Regions from separate parts of the Mus musculus genome. Here all the other regions are linked to region 1. The links are chromatin contacts, called in public promoter capture Hi-C maps. All regions are on one chromosome and are shown on one strand. Each heading gives the region's core, a stretch centred on a gene start, on an enhancer-like site or on the middle of the called end of the contact. The rest is flanking DNA. Distances are from core to core; before and after follow the strand shown. Region 1 overlaps Micos10 (mitochondrial contact site and cristae organizing system subunit 10). Region 2 overlaps Slc66a1 (solute carrier family 66 member 1). Region 3 overlaps Capzb (capping protein (actin filament) muscle Z-line, beta).

What was found. Capture Hi-C pulls out chosen DNA fragments and counts their contacts.
Region 2: a contact with region 1 is called in a promoter capture Hi-C map of liver. The contact joins two enhancer-like sites. A contact is called at or near these places in 5 of 39 promoter capture datasets (HPC-7-derived erythroid cells, cranial neural crest, frontonasal cranial neural crest and 2 more), 5 of 484 Hi-C or Micro-C datasets (the HPC-7 cell line, bone marrow-derived DN2 thymocytes, bone marrow-derived macrophages and 2 more), 10 of 115 datasets of contacts at active chromatin or transcription factors (bone marrow-derived macrophages, craniofacial prominence, embryonic basal ganglia and 7 more) and 3 of 9 other capture datasets (adipose tissue, liver and pancreatic islet).
Region 3: a contact with region 1 is called in a promoter capture Hi-C map of liver. The contact joins two enhancer-like sites. A contact is called at or near these places in 4 of 484 Hi-C or Micro-C datasets (bone marrow-derived DN2 thymocytes, bone marrow-derived macrophages, embryonic fibroblasts and 1 more), 12 of 115 datasets of contacts at active chromatin or transcription factors (bone marrow-derived macrophages, craniofacial prominence, embryonic basal ganglia and 7 more) and 3 of 9 other capture datasets (adipose tissue, liver and pancreatic islet).

Annotation. Positions count from the first base shown.
Region 1 is chr4:139,109,286-139,114,002 of GRCm38.p6, forward strand. The region is part of intron 1 of Micos10 (mitochondrial contact site and cristae organizing system subunit 10); the gene reads right to left. Among named protein-coding and RNA genes, the nearest start is that of Nbl1, 19 kb to the left of the region's middle. Within about 2 kb of position 2,281, at least 32 of the 459 cell types and tissues checked have an H3K27ac peak or open chromatin away from gene starts, as enhancers often do. A contact at or near this core is called in hepatocytes and liver, where this site is marked.
Region 2 is chr4:139,296,856-139,301,572 of GRCm38.p6, forward strand. It overlaps Slc66a1 (solute carrier family 66 member 1), which reads right to left. Exons shown (of 9, transcript NM_145384.3): 6 at 4,395-4,537; 7 at 4,157-4,249; 8 at 3,371-3,556; 9 at 1,675-2,114. The coding sequence ends at 2,037. Among named protein-coding and RNA genes, the nearest start is that of Slc66a1, 11 kb to the right of the region's middle. Within about 2 kb of position 2,301, at least 38 of the 459 cell types and tissues checked have an H3K27ac peak or open chromatin away from gene starts, as enhancers often do. A contact at or near this core is called in liver, where this site is marked.
Region 3 is chr4:139,271,069-139,275,785 of GRCm38.p6, forward strand. The region is part of intron 4 of Capzb (capping protein (actin filament) muscle Z-line, beta); the gene reads left to right. Among named protein-coding and RNA genes, the nearest start is that of Slc66a1, 37 kb to the right of the region's middle. Within about 2 kb of position 2,398, at least 10 of the 459 cell types and tissues checked have an H3K27ac peak or open chromatin away from gene starts, as enhancers often do. A contact at or near this core is called in hepatocytes and liver, where this site is marked.

The DNA of each region.
Region 1 (4,717 bases), core at 1,031-3,530:
TGCCACTGTGTCAGAGCCACCAGAACATTCAGTATATCAGTGATGGGCTGGAGCACGTGACCATGACTTGACTCGCTGTGTGCTGACCTGCCCTGTTTAGGCCTGAGTTCAAAGCGTGATGAAACAGCAAGCTCACCAAGGATGCGTTTCTGTGAATGCACGCACAGCTGACACGCACAGGATACATGGCTAGCTGATGCCATGTAAAGTTTAACGAAATTAAACATGGCCCTGTACAACATAGCCTATGCTATGATCTAGTTTGGTACAAAATTTAAAATTCAGTATCTAAAAAAAAAATCAGTTATGCTGCCCCAATTTTCACTTTAAAAAATCTTGGGGAAATAGTTTGCCAAACTTGGTTTGGTAAGTAGTCAATTGAGGTTGGCAAAATGAAAATGAAAGTGAATTAACATTGAATGTTAATTCAATCATGAATATCCAGCACCTCCTTTCCAAGAAAGTCTTCATTTTATTTTACGGTATGAGTATTTTGCCTGCAGTTATATTTATAAACCTTGTACATGCCTTTTGACCATGGAGGCCAGAAGAGGCTGTTGGAGCCTCTTTCCAGATGGTTTCCTGAAGTTACAGATGGTTTTAAGAGGCCATGTGGGTGCTGGGAATTGAACCTGAACAACTAACCCTACCTTCACTGTCACCCTACCAGGAGGAACAACCAGTGCTCTTAACCACTGAGCCATTTCTCAGCCCAAGAAAATTCTTTTTATCTCAAATATTTTCAGGCATGCTAGTACACTCCTATAATCCCAATACATGGGAAAAGGATGCGGCAAGAGGACCGGAAGGAGTTCAAGGCCATCCTTATTTACATAGCAAGCTCAAAGCAAGCCTGAGCTACATGAGACCCTGCCTCAAAAACTAAAACTTCTATGGTAGTATGTCCTAGTTTTCCAGATGTAGAAAATAACTTGCCAAAACAACCTATCACTTATAAAGTAGTCCAGTGGGGCCAATTCTGCCAGTCTCATTATGCCACTGTCCCCAGGACATCCAGAAAGAGGATTCTCCTCTACTTTCAGCCCACCAACACTACCTTCTATGGGGAACTGGAGTGTCCCGATGTCTAGGAGTGAAGATGCAATTAGAACATGAGCCATGTTCTCGGCGCACCAGCCCAGAGCACTAGGCAGCCAGGCTAGTAACAAGGAGGGCTTGCTCAGGTTTCTTCCTTGACTAACACTACCACATATATCACACAGACTAGCCTACCTGGCAGGACTGTAGAACTTCAGAGGCTAGACACTACTGTCATCGCTACACCAAGCCCTGGAATCTGCCACTGCTTGCTTGGCTTACAAAATGGCAGGAGGTTTGGTTTCAAGGCAACTTGCTTCACCCCTTGCAGTTGCAGAGTGAGTAGGAAGCAGCACATTGGTCCTAGAGCATGGGGCAAAGGGTTTGGACTGGCTCACAGAGGCAGGTCAGTGAAAGCAGGTAGGCTACAGCTAGGGCCTTTGCGGGTCTCCAGCTGGAGGCAAGGTTTTGCCAAAGGAGTCAAAAGCCCAGAGGAAACTAATGTGGCATGCTTCTTGTCCCTTTGACTACAGGTCTGCTCTTACATTTTTCCCAAAGAAAGCAAGCTCTCTGACGCTAGCTGCTTCCTAGTGATGCTTGAGCCCACAGCTATCAGCACCACTCAATCAAAAGATGAGCCACGCCCACACCAACCAAGAACGGGCCATCAAGAGTTCAGTTTACCAACCAAGCTAGCCAGCTCCTGCCAACTGTATTCATCTGAAAGTATAACTGAGCTCAAAGCCCCAGCCAAACCCAGTTCTCAAGGAACCTTAATTAGACTGGGGCTGCTACATTTTTAATTCCTAACTGAGACTCCACCCTCCATCTCTGGATTACTGAGACACAAACAGGACTACTCTGTACAAGAAAAGGGTTCCTATCTGCTTCACCTGTAATAGCTAGCACACTTGCAGTCAGAGATGCCAAGGCTGGAATGCTGAGCTCCCCGGAGTCAAGCCCTCGCTCGCTCCTTCTCTTTGAAAAGGCAGCATGCTGCTTCAAAGACAGTCCCACCTGGCCTGGGGACTCTGCAGCTGCTTCCACTCAAGCCTGGCACCTCTAGGCCAGGTTTAACTTTAGAACAATTGGACAGGAAAGGTTTGCCTTACAATAAAAACAAAGCAGCACAGAGAGAAGCGTCTTCTCTGCCTTTGGCCACTTCTTGTTGTTGCATGACAAGCTCTGCTGGAAGAAAAGCCAAAGGGAAAAGTACAAAGCATTTTTTCCCCTCCCCTGAAAGCAAATATTTAACTACGAATGCAGTTTATATAACTTTGTCTCCCAGCTTGGTGCTCTCAAAAGCCCATGCTGTCTGAAATGACAAAGAACCCTCAGGTTCAGAGTGTGGCTTATCAGCACACATCTCCACACGCACAGCCAAGACCAGTCATCAGGGAGAGGGGGACAAGGGGGAAACAACACAAGACTGACATCAGGCCCAGAGCCCATGTTTTCTGCAGCCAGTTCTTTTAGAGAGGAAAAAGAATTGGCATAAATCTTTCCAAAGACATTATTTCAAATTACTCTAACCATGCAATCTGGTGCACACTTGCTGACTTGTGTGTCAGTAATCGGCAAAGAAACATTTTTTGGGAGTGGAGCAGTTCCTTAGCTGGTCATTTGGTTCATTATTTATCTATCTATTTACTCACTTATCTATTTTATGAGTACACTGTAGCTGTAATCAGACACACCAGAAGAGGGCATCGAATCCCATTACAGATGGTTGTGAGCCACTGTGTGGTTGCTGGGAATTGAACTCAGGACCTCTGGAAGAGCAGTGAGTCATCTCTCTTAACCACTGAGCCATCTCTCCAGCCCCTTGCCTTGGTGCTGGTTTTTAAGTTGCTATTATTCCATCTGTGTGTGTGAATGTATGTGTGTGTGTCACACACGCTTTACCAGCTAAGCACTTGCTGGCTTCTCTGACACTGTTTGGTTTTTTAACATGAAGATTTTATGATTTATTTTGTGAGTATGGGTGTCTTGCCTTCATTTATGTACATGCACCAAGTGTGTGCCTGGTATCCATGGAGGTCAGGAGAAGGAATTAGTTACACATGACTGAATGACCATATGTGGGTGCTAAGGAACAGAACCTAGGTCCTTTGCAAGAGCAGTTAAGTGCTCTTAGCCACTGAGCCATCTCTCTAGCTCCTGACACAGAGAATGCAATTTCTAACAACTACACATATAGCATGGATTTATCTTGTGCCTAAATGCATGCTTTTAAGTAACTTTAAAGGTAGAATGTACGCTGTAACACAGGGTAATCACGGGGTGAAACATTCAGACACAGAATCTGCTCCCAGGCTACAGATTAGGCACAAAGTCCACGTTACTGTAGATGAAAGAAAACCCAACCTGCAGGAATTCCCAAGAGGCTCCATAAGCTGACTGCTGTCACCATCAGGCTCTGCAGAACAAGCTGGAGCAAAGCATGACCCTGTGTGGCCCACTCTGTGGAGGCTGAAACTGCATCACACTCCCAACAAGGGATGAGCAGTCCCAGAGAAAGAACAAAAAGTCATACAGAGATTCCCTGTAGGACATTAAAAAAAAAAAATCACTGGTTGGGGGGACCTGGAGAGATGGCTGAGCAGTTGAGCACTGGCTGCTCTTACAGAGGACCCATATTTGATTCCCAGCACTCACATGGTGGCTTGCCACCATTCTTAACTCTAGTTCTAGGGGGTCCAATGCCCTCTTCTGACTTCTGCGGGCACCAAGCACACATGTGGTGTACAAATATACATTCATATAAAATAGAGTGAACAGATGTAATAAACAATTTGTTAATGTTTATTGAAAACCATTGGGGGGGGCTGGAGAGATGGTTGAGAGCACTGACTGCTCTTCCAGAGGTCTTGAGTTCAAATCCCAGCAACCACATGGTGGCTCACACCCATCTGTAATGAGATCTAACTCCCTCTTCTGGTGTGTCTGAAGACAGCTACAGTGTACTTACATATAATAAACAAATCTTTAAAACAAACAAACAAAAAACCCACTGGGTTGCAAGTCTACAGTCCCAGCTACTTCTGAGGCCGAGGGAACAAGGAGACCCAGGTGTTTAAGGCCAGGTGGTACAACAGAGCAAAATCATCTTGGGGGGAGGTCATATGGTGGGGAGGAACCTATCACAGATTCTTTTTATTAACCAACAACAAAAAAGCTTTTTGTTTGTTTGTTTGGTTTTTGTTGGAGGTAGAGTGTCAAGACAGGGTTTCTCTGTGTAGCCCTGGCTCTCTTGGTACTCACTCTGTAGACAAGGCTGGCCTGGAACTCAGAGATCAGCATGCCTCTGCCTCCTGTGTACTGGATTACAGGTATGTGCCACCACTGTCCAGTCTCACAAAAAACTTCTTAAATGACTATTTTCTAAGACCTCACACTCTAGTGTACATTTAACATTTTAAAAAAGGATTCACTATTCATAAGACTGGAACCAGCAAGTTATCAGGGCTAAAACTTAATCTGTATCTAAAAATAAAACTGGAGAGCATCTCCACTCGGTTTTGTACAGCTCCCATGGTGTTACAGGAGAGCCCATGCCCACTCAGCTGCTTATTATACACGTGAAAAGGCTTGGAAACCCCCAGTCCTTAACTGTGTGCCCACCAGTGTCTGACAGAAGAGACAAGCAGTAAACACTGGAGGACCACTCTCCTGCCAG
Region 2 (4,717 bases), core at 1,051-3,550, 190 kb after region 1:
CCCCCCACTTCCTCCCTAAGAGTGACGAGGGGGACTCTCCTGGCGTGGGGGACTCTCCTGGCATGAGATTTCCATTTCTGTGGCTGAGCCTGGTTGGAACCAGAAAGTCCACACACGAGGCTGAGGAGGAGCCTGTTGTTGTACGGCAGGCCACATCAGGATGGGCACCCCACCACTCCATGACCTGCAAGAAGCAAGAAGTGTGGGCCAGGGAGAAGACGTGGAAGCCAGCTGTGGAGTTTCTCGCTCTCAGTAGCAGTGGGGCCATCATGACAGCAGGGTTGTGTTAGTCAAGATGGCTGTCCCCCAGGGAGGTATGAGATGTCTACATCCCCTTGGATGGGGACAGTAATGTAGTCACCATTTCTTCACCCATGTGCCAGATCCTGGGGCATAAAACCAAACGTACAACTCATGCAGGCAGCGCCGAGGGTCAGAGGTCGGTAACGCTGTTTCCAGTGTTGTGGGAGAGGGAAACAGAGGGAACTGGCCTAAGTCACACGGCTCCCGGGAGCGGAAACAGGCTTGAGATGCTTAAGTCTGTGAAGCCCTCACCTAACAGATATAATAACCAGGCCACCAGGTTCTGCAAGCCCTCTTCTCTGACCCCTACTTGGAGCACTGGAGCAAGCTTCCAGAAGACAGAAGAAATCAAAGTTTGGAGAAATGTAATCTTTCTGAGACTGTACCCCCTCTGTCAAAGCCAAGTCCCCCACGAAGGAGTGTCACCCCTCCTGACAGACCCAGGGGCAGGGCTGCCATCTCATTTTCTCCTGCCTGTGCAGCTTCAGTTCAGGCCTGCGCCTGGGGTCACGTGCCTTACTGAGGCCCCAGATCTTCAGGATTTGGAAAAGGTGCCATCTGGCCCTAGGAAACTAGCATAGCGCCAAGTCCCAGGATGGCATGGAGCTGAAAGATCACCTGAGGGCAGCAGTGGGCTGGGAGTAGGGACCAGGAGCACCACATGCCTCACCTGGGTCTGTGCCAGGACCTTCTCTTTAGCTGTGGGCAAAGACAATGAGACAGCACTCAGAGGTGGCTGCCCTGTTTGTCTCTGGCAGGTAGCCCCTGGCCTGCATCTAACTTTCTGCACCTACAATAATGTATGAGTAAGCTGAGGCCAGCGAGGAAGGGGGCTGGTCCTCTGTCCCCAAAAGGTGGTGTAACAAAGACAGCGGGGAGCAACCTTTCTCCCTCCTCTCTGTCCTCATCACCTCTGGGCCCTGTCTCCTGTTGGCTTTGTCCTCCATCTGTTCTTCCGGTCTCCACCTTCTTCAGGAAGGCACCAGTCTGCCCCTCTGCTCTACTTCAAAGGCAACTGTCACTGAGTTCCTGCGAGACACTTGACTACACATCTCCCTTTGGGCTAACCGCCTCACCCTACCTACGCAGCCTTGGCAAGGACACAGAGGGTGGTCGTGTGGTCATGCCAAGTGCCCCTGGTGATGCTCAACCAAATCCTGCCCTTAGTTATCTGCTTCTTCCAGAGCCCCACGAACAAAGAGCCCACTGGTGTCCCCTTTGCTCCATGTCACAGCAGGGTAAGGTCTGTGTACAAGAGGGCAGAGAGATACAAGTCAGGATGCCAAGGGCCACGGAGGCTACACATGGTCCCCCTATCTCCCTGCCTGGACCCTAAGCACCACGGGAAGGAGCAGCAGAAACAGGCCCAGCTGGAAGGTACCATTTACTAGGTTGTATCCAGTCAGAGGGACAACCCTGGGTCCCCTGACTATGATGTAACCAAGAGTACAGTCAGATTGAGGTAGGTAGATGGGAGGTGACCATACCGTCTTCTGGGGTCTCAGCTATGGGTGCCCTAGAGGCTCCTCGGGCAGCTGTCATACACCTGAGATGTATGCCCCTGTGCAGCACAAGCCAACTCCAGATCTGTCTGAAGGTCAGGAGGAGTTCTAGGCAGCCAGGCCCAGAGTTCCAGGCAGCCCCCTAGGCCCAGTCCAGCGGCGGCAGTATCTCTGCCCACACCTCATCCTTCCTGGTTTGGCAGCTGAGGTTCCCATCATCCAGGACGATGATCAGCTGGGGAGGAGGGGCTCTCGCTCTGAGGCAGCAGCAGTCTCATGGCTTCTGTACACCAGGAACTGGATGGAGATCTGAGGACACTGTTAAGGTACTGCAGCCACACTGGGCCAGCCCTGCTCCTGTCGCCTTGCTCTCCCACCACCGAGTGCCCTCCTTGATGCCCTGACTCTGCCATCAGGGACCCTGGAATAGGGCGCTCTTCCTCCCTACAACACCCAGAGGCTGGGCCACATGGGCCCTCTAGACTTTAAGCTTTTCTCTCTCACCACGTCCCACTGGGACTCTCCAAATGTTGACACAAAGACCGTGTTTACTTCTTGCCAAATAACGTCCAGCTGAACCACTTGGCAACACTAACAGGTCACATGGAGAGGGTGTTCAGACACTGATGCCAGCAGGGACAGTGACTGAAACCCTGAGGGTCTGACTGGCAGTTCACCCTTGTCATCAGGGAGGAAACGGAGAAGAGGAGTGAAGCCCACACAAGCTTGTCTCCATGACTCAGCTCTCGTTTCCACAGTGCACACACTCTTCTGTCCCTTGGGGCCTTTGCACAGGCTGTGCTGGGACTCTGTTCCCTTGTGCCTGAATAACTTCTCCCCCAGTCCCGGTGCGATGACCTGCTGGGGCCTCTGTCTCCCCCAAACCAGGAGAGTCCAGTGGTGATTCACTCCACGGCGCTGGGTGCCACTGAAGTTAGGTAACCACCCCAAAACCTAGTGCACGCTCTGTCCTTGCTCACTGATGGGACTGGTCCTGGCTGGGTCCACCCATCATGGATGGACTGATGGACACACAGATGGGTGGATGGGTGGGTGTGGGTGAATAAATGGATGGATAAATGGGAAACTGAATGGGTAGTCGAGTGAATGGACAGGTGGGTGGGAGACTGGATGGGCAGATACACTGGAAGATGGGTAGATGGGTGGATGGATAGATAATGGATGGGTGGGTAGATGGATGGATGGATGATGGACAGACGGTGGGTAGATGGATGGGGATGGACAGGTAAATGGAGGTTGGATGAAATGTTGGATTATAGATGAAGGATGGGTGGACAAATGGGATGTGTGTATGATTAGGTGAGTGCATAGATGGATAGGTGTCTAAGTGGGTGATGGGTGGGTGGATGAGGTTGGATGGGTAAATGAAGGGTGGTTAAAGGCTGGATTGTAGATGGAAGGACACACGGACGAATAGGTGAATGTGCTAATGGACAGGTGGATGAGTATGTAGACAGAGGGGTGGGCTGGCAGGGATGTGCACACTGAAGCAGAGGCCGTCTTGCCCACACAACGGTGCCAACATCACACGCTTTGAAGGATACGATGGTGTCGAGCAGCAGCACCCCCAGGCTGCCCACGAGCCAGGGCAGGTGGTGCAGCAGGTAGCTGCCCTCACTCTGGCCCACCTCGGGGTTCTTGAGCAGCACGCTGAGCCCGTACAGCGTGTTCCCCAGCATCACCAGTGCGAACAGCGAGTAGGAGATGCCTTGGGTTGACTGCCGTATGAACTGTGGGGGAGGGGCTGAGTGAGAGACCCCAAAGAGGGTTCTTGTCTACAACCCCAGCACGTACTTGGGGGGTTGAGGCAGGAGGATCATGAGTCCAAGACCAAGCCTAATCTATGCAGCCACAGTCCCTGTGTGTGTCCTCCATGACACATACTCCTAGCTGGTTTTTCATTGTGTGCCCCATACCAACTATGGGCTTGGCACTCAAAACTCCCTGTCCATGGTCAGCTCCAAATCCCAGCTCCAAGCACTGCCCCCAGGACCATGGGTAGCCCTGGCTGTGGCCCCCACGGACTCCTTCTGCCAGGTAAGCCTCCAGTAGGGGTCCTCATCACTTCCTGTCCACTCTGGTTTCTCAGCTTAGCAGTTCCCGCACACCTGACCTCCAGCACTGCTGGGAAACAGTCTCATGCATGTCCCCATGAAAGGTGTGTCAAGGAGCCAATTTCCCAGAGGTGGAAAGAGACGCAGCCAGCTGGGTGACTTTACCCATGTCATCTGCTGCTGTGGTTTAGATCTTCCGAACAAAACTCCTGACCCATCCCACTGCTTAACCTGGCGGCCCTCCTCCATGTGACCCCACCCCTCCTGAAAGCTCACATTGGTGCGAATCTGAGGCAGCCTCGAGAGCAGGTACAGCAAGCTGGAGGCGGAGCCGATGACAAAGCCGATGACCTCCTTCTTTGTGAAGGGCTGGGAGGGTGGAAGGGGACACTCAATATCTGGTGGGAGCTTTAGAGGGGTGGTCTCCCCACAACGTAACATCTATGTGATCATGCAGGGGAAGGCGAGGTGGCCCCCCCATGCCACCACCACAGACCCATCATCTCCTTCCTACCTTATTGCCTGGCTCCACAGACAGGAGTGTCCGCCCCCGGAAGCCTTCCCTGGGGACAGCCACAGGATCAGTGCTGCTCAACAGTGGTGTGATACACACCGTCCCCAAGATGAACAAGAGCACAGAATTGATAGGGGCAGACACTGGATTGAGGCAGGAGAGAAGCCAAGATTAGGTATCTGGGTGTACAGCAGACAGCTTGGGATGGGAGTCCCCAGCCTTGCTTCTCAGTAGCTGTATGACCTTGGACAAGTGACCTAGCCTCTCTGAGCTCCAGTCCTTCATCTGTAGAATGGGCATACAACAGTACCCTTCCCCTAGGG
Region 3 (4,717 bases), core at 1,148-3,647, 160 kb after region 1:
TGGTTCGCTTGGGGTTGTATGTGTATGAGTTCACATGTGCACATGTGCAGTGTGTAGGGAAAGTATGTGTGGATCCAGAGGTTGACACAGAATGTTTTCTTCTATTACTCTCCCCCTTAGTTTTTGAGACAAGGTCTCTCATTAGCCCTAAGCTCACTGCTTAGCTAGCCTGGCTGGCCAGCAAACCCACACTGCCCGGTTTTATGTGGGTTGTGGGGATCCCAGCTCACATGCCCATGCTTACATAGCAAGCACTTGGCCCATTGAGCCACCTCCCCAGCACCTACAGGTTTTCTAGCTCTGAAGTCATGTATTCAAAGCCTCTAGCCTAAAATGAGTTTCCAAAAAAAGAAAAAAAAAAACAGCTTTGGTGAATCGAAGTGGTTTGGTAGTCCCAGGGCCCCAAGTGATGCCTTGCTGAAAGACTGGGCTCCACAGAGCCAGCTGCATTTCTGTAAGGAGTGTCCATGCAGAGGCAATGGCTGCAGTGTTGAGTGTAGATGCCCCATCAGATCCCCGAGCCCCTCCAGTCACGGCTGTTCCCAGAGAGGTCTTCATCATTTTCCTTCGAGTAAAAAAACAGAAGGCTGTAAAGAGAGACCATAAAGGACAGCCGCGGCCCAGATGTGCACGTGTGAGCATGGCTGGCATTAAAGTCACACATGCCTAAGTCGATCGGTATGCTTGCTCAGGGGATTGTTGCACCTGTGTGTACTGGAAGGAATTTCCACAGAATCCCTGCCCCTTGTCTGTGGGCAGACTGAGACATGTTCTATAACTGGTAAAAACAGCTGTTATCGCACAAACAAGGGTGACTGGGATCTGTATCTTATCTGAACTTAGCCATCCAAAGCCAAGGTTAACTTTTCTGCTTTGTGTGTAGCCAAGACTAGCTCCCAGGGCCATGGAGGTGAGACTTTGCTCCCATCAAACAGCACTTCATGTTTCTGCAGGAAGGCCTCCTGAGCAGTTCAGCGCATATAGGGGCCAAAAGGGAATAGTTGGATGCTGCTAATAGGCATCGAGGCAGGACTCTTGATCTGTCACCCTCTCCTGTCTCTAGACATACTGTCAACAGACACCCTTACACTGAGCTGGTATAACTAGTTAGAACAGCATCTATTGCCCAGCCCTGCAGTTATGGACGTCTGCAGTTCTCTGAGCATCACTCTGGCCCATGTGGGCAGCTCCTGGGTTCTCCTCTTGGCCAGAGATAGGCAAATCAGGAGTTTGTAGCCAGGGGTTACAAAGGAATGTTAGTCACAGATAGGAGGCAGCCAGCTTCAGCACCTGTCTGGGCCACTGGGGCTCTTCTCATTCCCGAGCTGAAGTTAAGTCGCTCTCGCCTGTGAGAAGCATCCTTCTCGCATCAGAAGGATGTGAAGGGTGATCCAAGAAGCCAACCACTCTTGGTAACTGAGGACTTGGCACTTAGAGACTGGGGAGGAACATGAAGAAGTCACTGTCTGGGAGCTAGAACCTCGATTCATGCTAGGATGTATCTGTTCTGTGGGTTTTTTCTCCCTAGCACAAACTGTCATCAAGCAGGAGAGCCTTGCCTATGTGACCTTGTCCCTGCCAGTCTACATGATAATCATAGTAAAAATGTCCCATCGGCCATCTGACAATCTTGTGCTTCTAGTTAGTGAGGTCTCAGAAGGCCCTGTCTGTGACAGAAGGGTGAAGTGGGCAAGGGGAAAGTTTCAGAATCCAAGAGTGGCTGCCACTGCCAGCTTGGCACAGATGAAGGGCATCCACCGGTTAGACCATTCTAACAGGTTTACTAGACCCTGATATACCTTTGCGCCAACCGCCTTAGTCATCGGATCTCTCAGAGGTCTCGAGACCTTCGTTTGTCTTGATCTGTCTTCATCTTGACAGAGGTGCCAGAGTCTAGCCCCTCCATGACCTCGTTTTCCCCTGCAGCGCCCTCGCCTGGGCCTCACTGTATCTGTCTAGAAGGCATTCATACTCTCTCGCCTTGCCTCTTCCTCTCATATATTCTGAGTCACAGAGATCTCTGTGGGAGGGTGGCCCAGGGCCTGTGAGTGACAGCAGAGTCTGAATCCATGCGTAAGAAGACAAGTTGCTGGCCACAGGTGTCCTTGGGGCGGCTACAGGCTCGGCGTGAGCCTTGCCGTGGACTGCTAAGCTGAGTACTGTTCTCCCACCATAGGAGGGGCCCTGGTGAGCTGTAGACAGGTGGATCATAGTGACAGGAGGGACACACTGCAGGATTGAAAGACTGGGAAACTGTAGGAGTCCATGGGAGCCATCTGGAGTTCTGTGGGAAGACAGGGTGAGGAGGTTGACCTTTCTGCTCTAGGTGGTTGTAAGGTGTTCAGCTGTGCCCAGTGTCTGAAACAAACCTTTGCCCTGGGAGCTATTGAGTGCCTGTGCCTAGAACTGTGTAACAGGAGCTTTTGAGAAAGATGGAAGAGGTTATGAGCCAGCTCTTATGACACTCAGGTTCCCACGTGAGGAAACCAATCAATATTCCCAGCTTTGGTTTTAGCCTTATTTTAGGGGTGTGTGTGTGTGTGTGTGTGTTTGCATGTGTGTCCTCATGAGAAGCCAAAGGAGCCCTGGGGTGTCTTCCCCTACTGCTCTCCCCCTTATTCCTATAAGGTAGAGTCTCTCACTGAGCCTGAAGCTGGCCTTTCACTGAGAGTAGCTGGCTAGTGAGTTCCCTGGGTTTGCCCGTCTCTGCTCCCCAACACTAAGTTGACAGGTAAGCACAATGCCTGGCTTTTCTTTTTTGTTGATTGTCGTTTGTTTTGGATTTTCTGTTTTGTTTTGATTTGATCTTGTGACAGGGCCTCACTCTGCAGCCTTGGCTAGACTGGAAATCACTCTGTAGACCAGACTAGCTTCGCCTGCCTTTGCCTCCCAAGTGCTGGGGTTACAGAGGTGTATACCTCTACATCTGGCCTCAGCTTTTTTCTCTTTTTAGCGTACTTTTTTAGTGTATTTATTTTACATGGGTGTACATATGGAGATCAGAAGACAGTCTGTGGGAGTTAGCTCTATCCTTCCGCCATGTGGGCCCGGGGATTGAACTAAAGTTGTCAGGCTTGGCAGCGGATGTCCTTACCTGCTAAGCCACGTCACTGACCAAGGCCATCTTTCTATGTGGGTGCTAGTGACTCAAAAGTAGATCCTCTTGTTTACACAGAAAGTTCTCTCGCCCGTAGAGCTGTCTCCAGCCATACCTTTACAGGCCCTTGCCCACGTTGCCCAGCTCTAGACCGTCCTGCCTCGGCCTTCTGAGGGTGGGCTTATAGGTGTGCGGCCATCCCTGGACGCCTTGACTTTATTTAACCAATCAGAAGAAGCTTCAGAAGAAGACCCCCACCTAGCATCTTTGAGACTTCATCTCTTCCTTAAGCCTCTGCCATATGGGTCTGTGGGCCTGGGTCAGCACCGTGGAGACTAGAGTCTCATGGCTTGAGCCCAGACCGGAGGCAGTTACCCGGGCAGATGCCCATGGCTGAAGGGAGGTCCCTGTGAACCCTAGAACCACAGTTAGTTTCTTGGAGGGCACTGGAAGGTCAGCTCCAGCAGGAATGTCCTGGCCTTGGCCTTGCTGTTTTGTTCTGTTTTTAAGGTTGTGGCCCGGGACTCAGTGCATGTGAAACCTTTGCATTCGGACCTGGCCACTGTTCCAGGAGGCAGGATTGTAGGCCAGCTTCCAAAGCCACTCAAGGCCCATCTCCTCGTTCCATCTGCAGCTCGGGCTGGCCAAGGCTGCCATTTGGGTGGATCACAGTTACAGCTCAGGTTCCCAAAGCAACTTTCCATCCACGGGCTCTGCACACCTCGGCATCAAACCCTCCACAAGGTCCTCGGGCCAGGACCCTTTTTACTTCTCTCCAGGAGGTCACTGTGAGTGTAGAATGTTTTCGCTTTTTGGTTCCGCAGTGCAGACTGTGGCGTGGACTCCGAATGTGACTGATGATATGCAGCTGGAAAGGGGTTTTCAGAGACTCGGAAGACAAATCATGATCCATTTTAAGGATCTTAAGGAGGGTAGAGAATATGTTCACATAGGTGCATAATCCTGACGGGCCTCACTGAAGTGGCTAGCCCCTCGGAGGGTTTTGCCTTGGGCCTCCTGCTTCATCCAGTGCAAAGGTACCCCCTTGTCTCCCAAGTCACCTAGTGGTTACCTTGTCATTCCCAAACAGAGGAACTATAGCTTCTCCCCTGAAACTCCCGTTTCTCAAGGCCTGCAAGACCACTCCACAGGTCTGTTCTCCTCTGTTGACAGCCAGGGCCACCAGGGCTTCTGATAAGACTGATGGCTGATGTATGCCTGCTTCTCTGACACCAGTAAAGATGATCACACACGCACACACACATACACCCTGGTGATCTGTCATTGAGTCTGCTGTGAGCCTTTCTAGGTGGGGCTCAACTCCTCCCTTCATAGCCCAACCTTGTCCAAAATGACATCTCTGGTTCTCCCGAGAGGTAGCTCCTGTCTCCTGATTTAAGCAGACCTCTTGGCATTCGGGTTGTGTGTAGTGATTGCGTCCCTCTGTTGTTTCCCCTTCCATGAGGGGAGAGGCCCGAGAAGAGCCTGTGCTTTCCTCTCTTAAGGAATGTTCTCCCACCTGACTGGACTCCTTGCCGTAGGAGCCCTGTGGTTGTCCCCTCCTAGACCCCTTCTCCTCAGTCCTTAGAGAACTGGGGGTTTTGTCAGAACCTCAAGTTA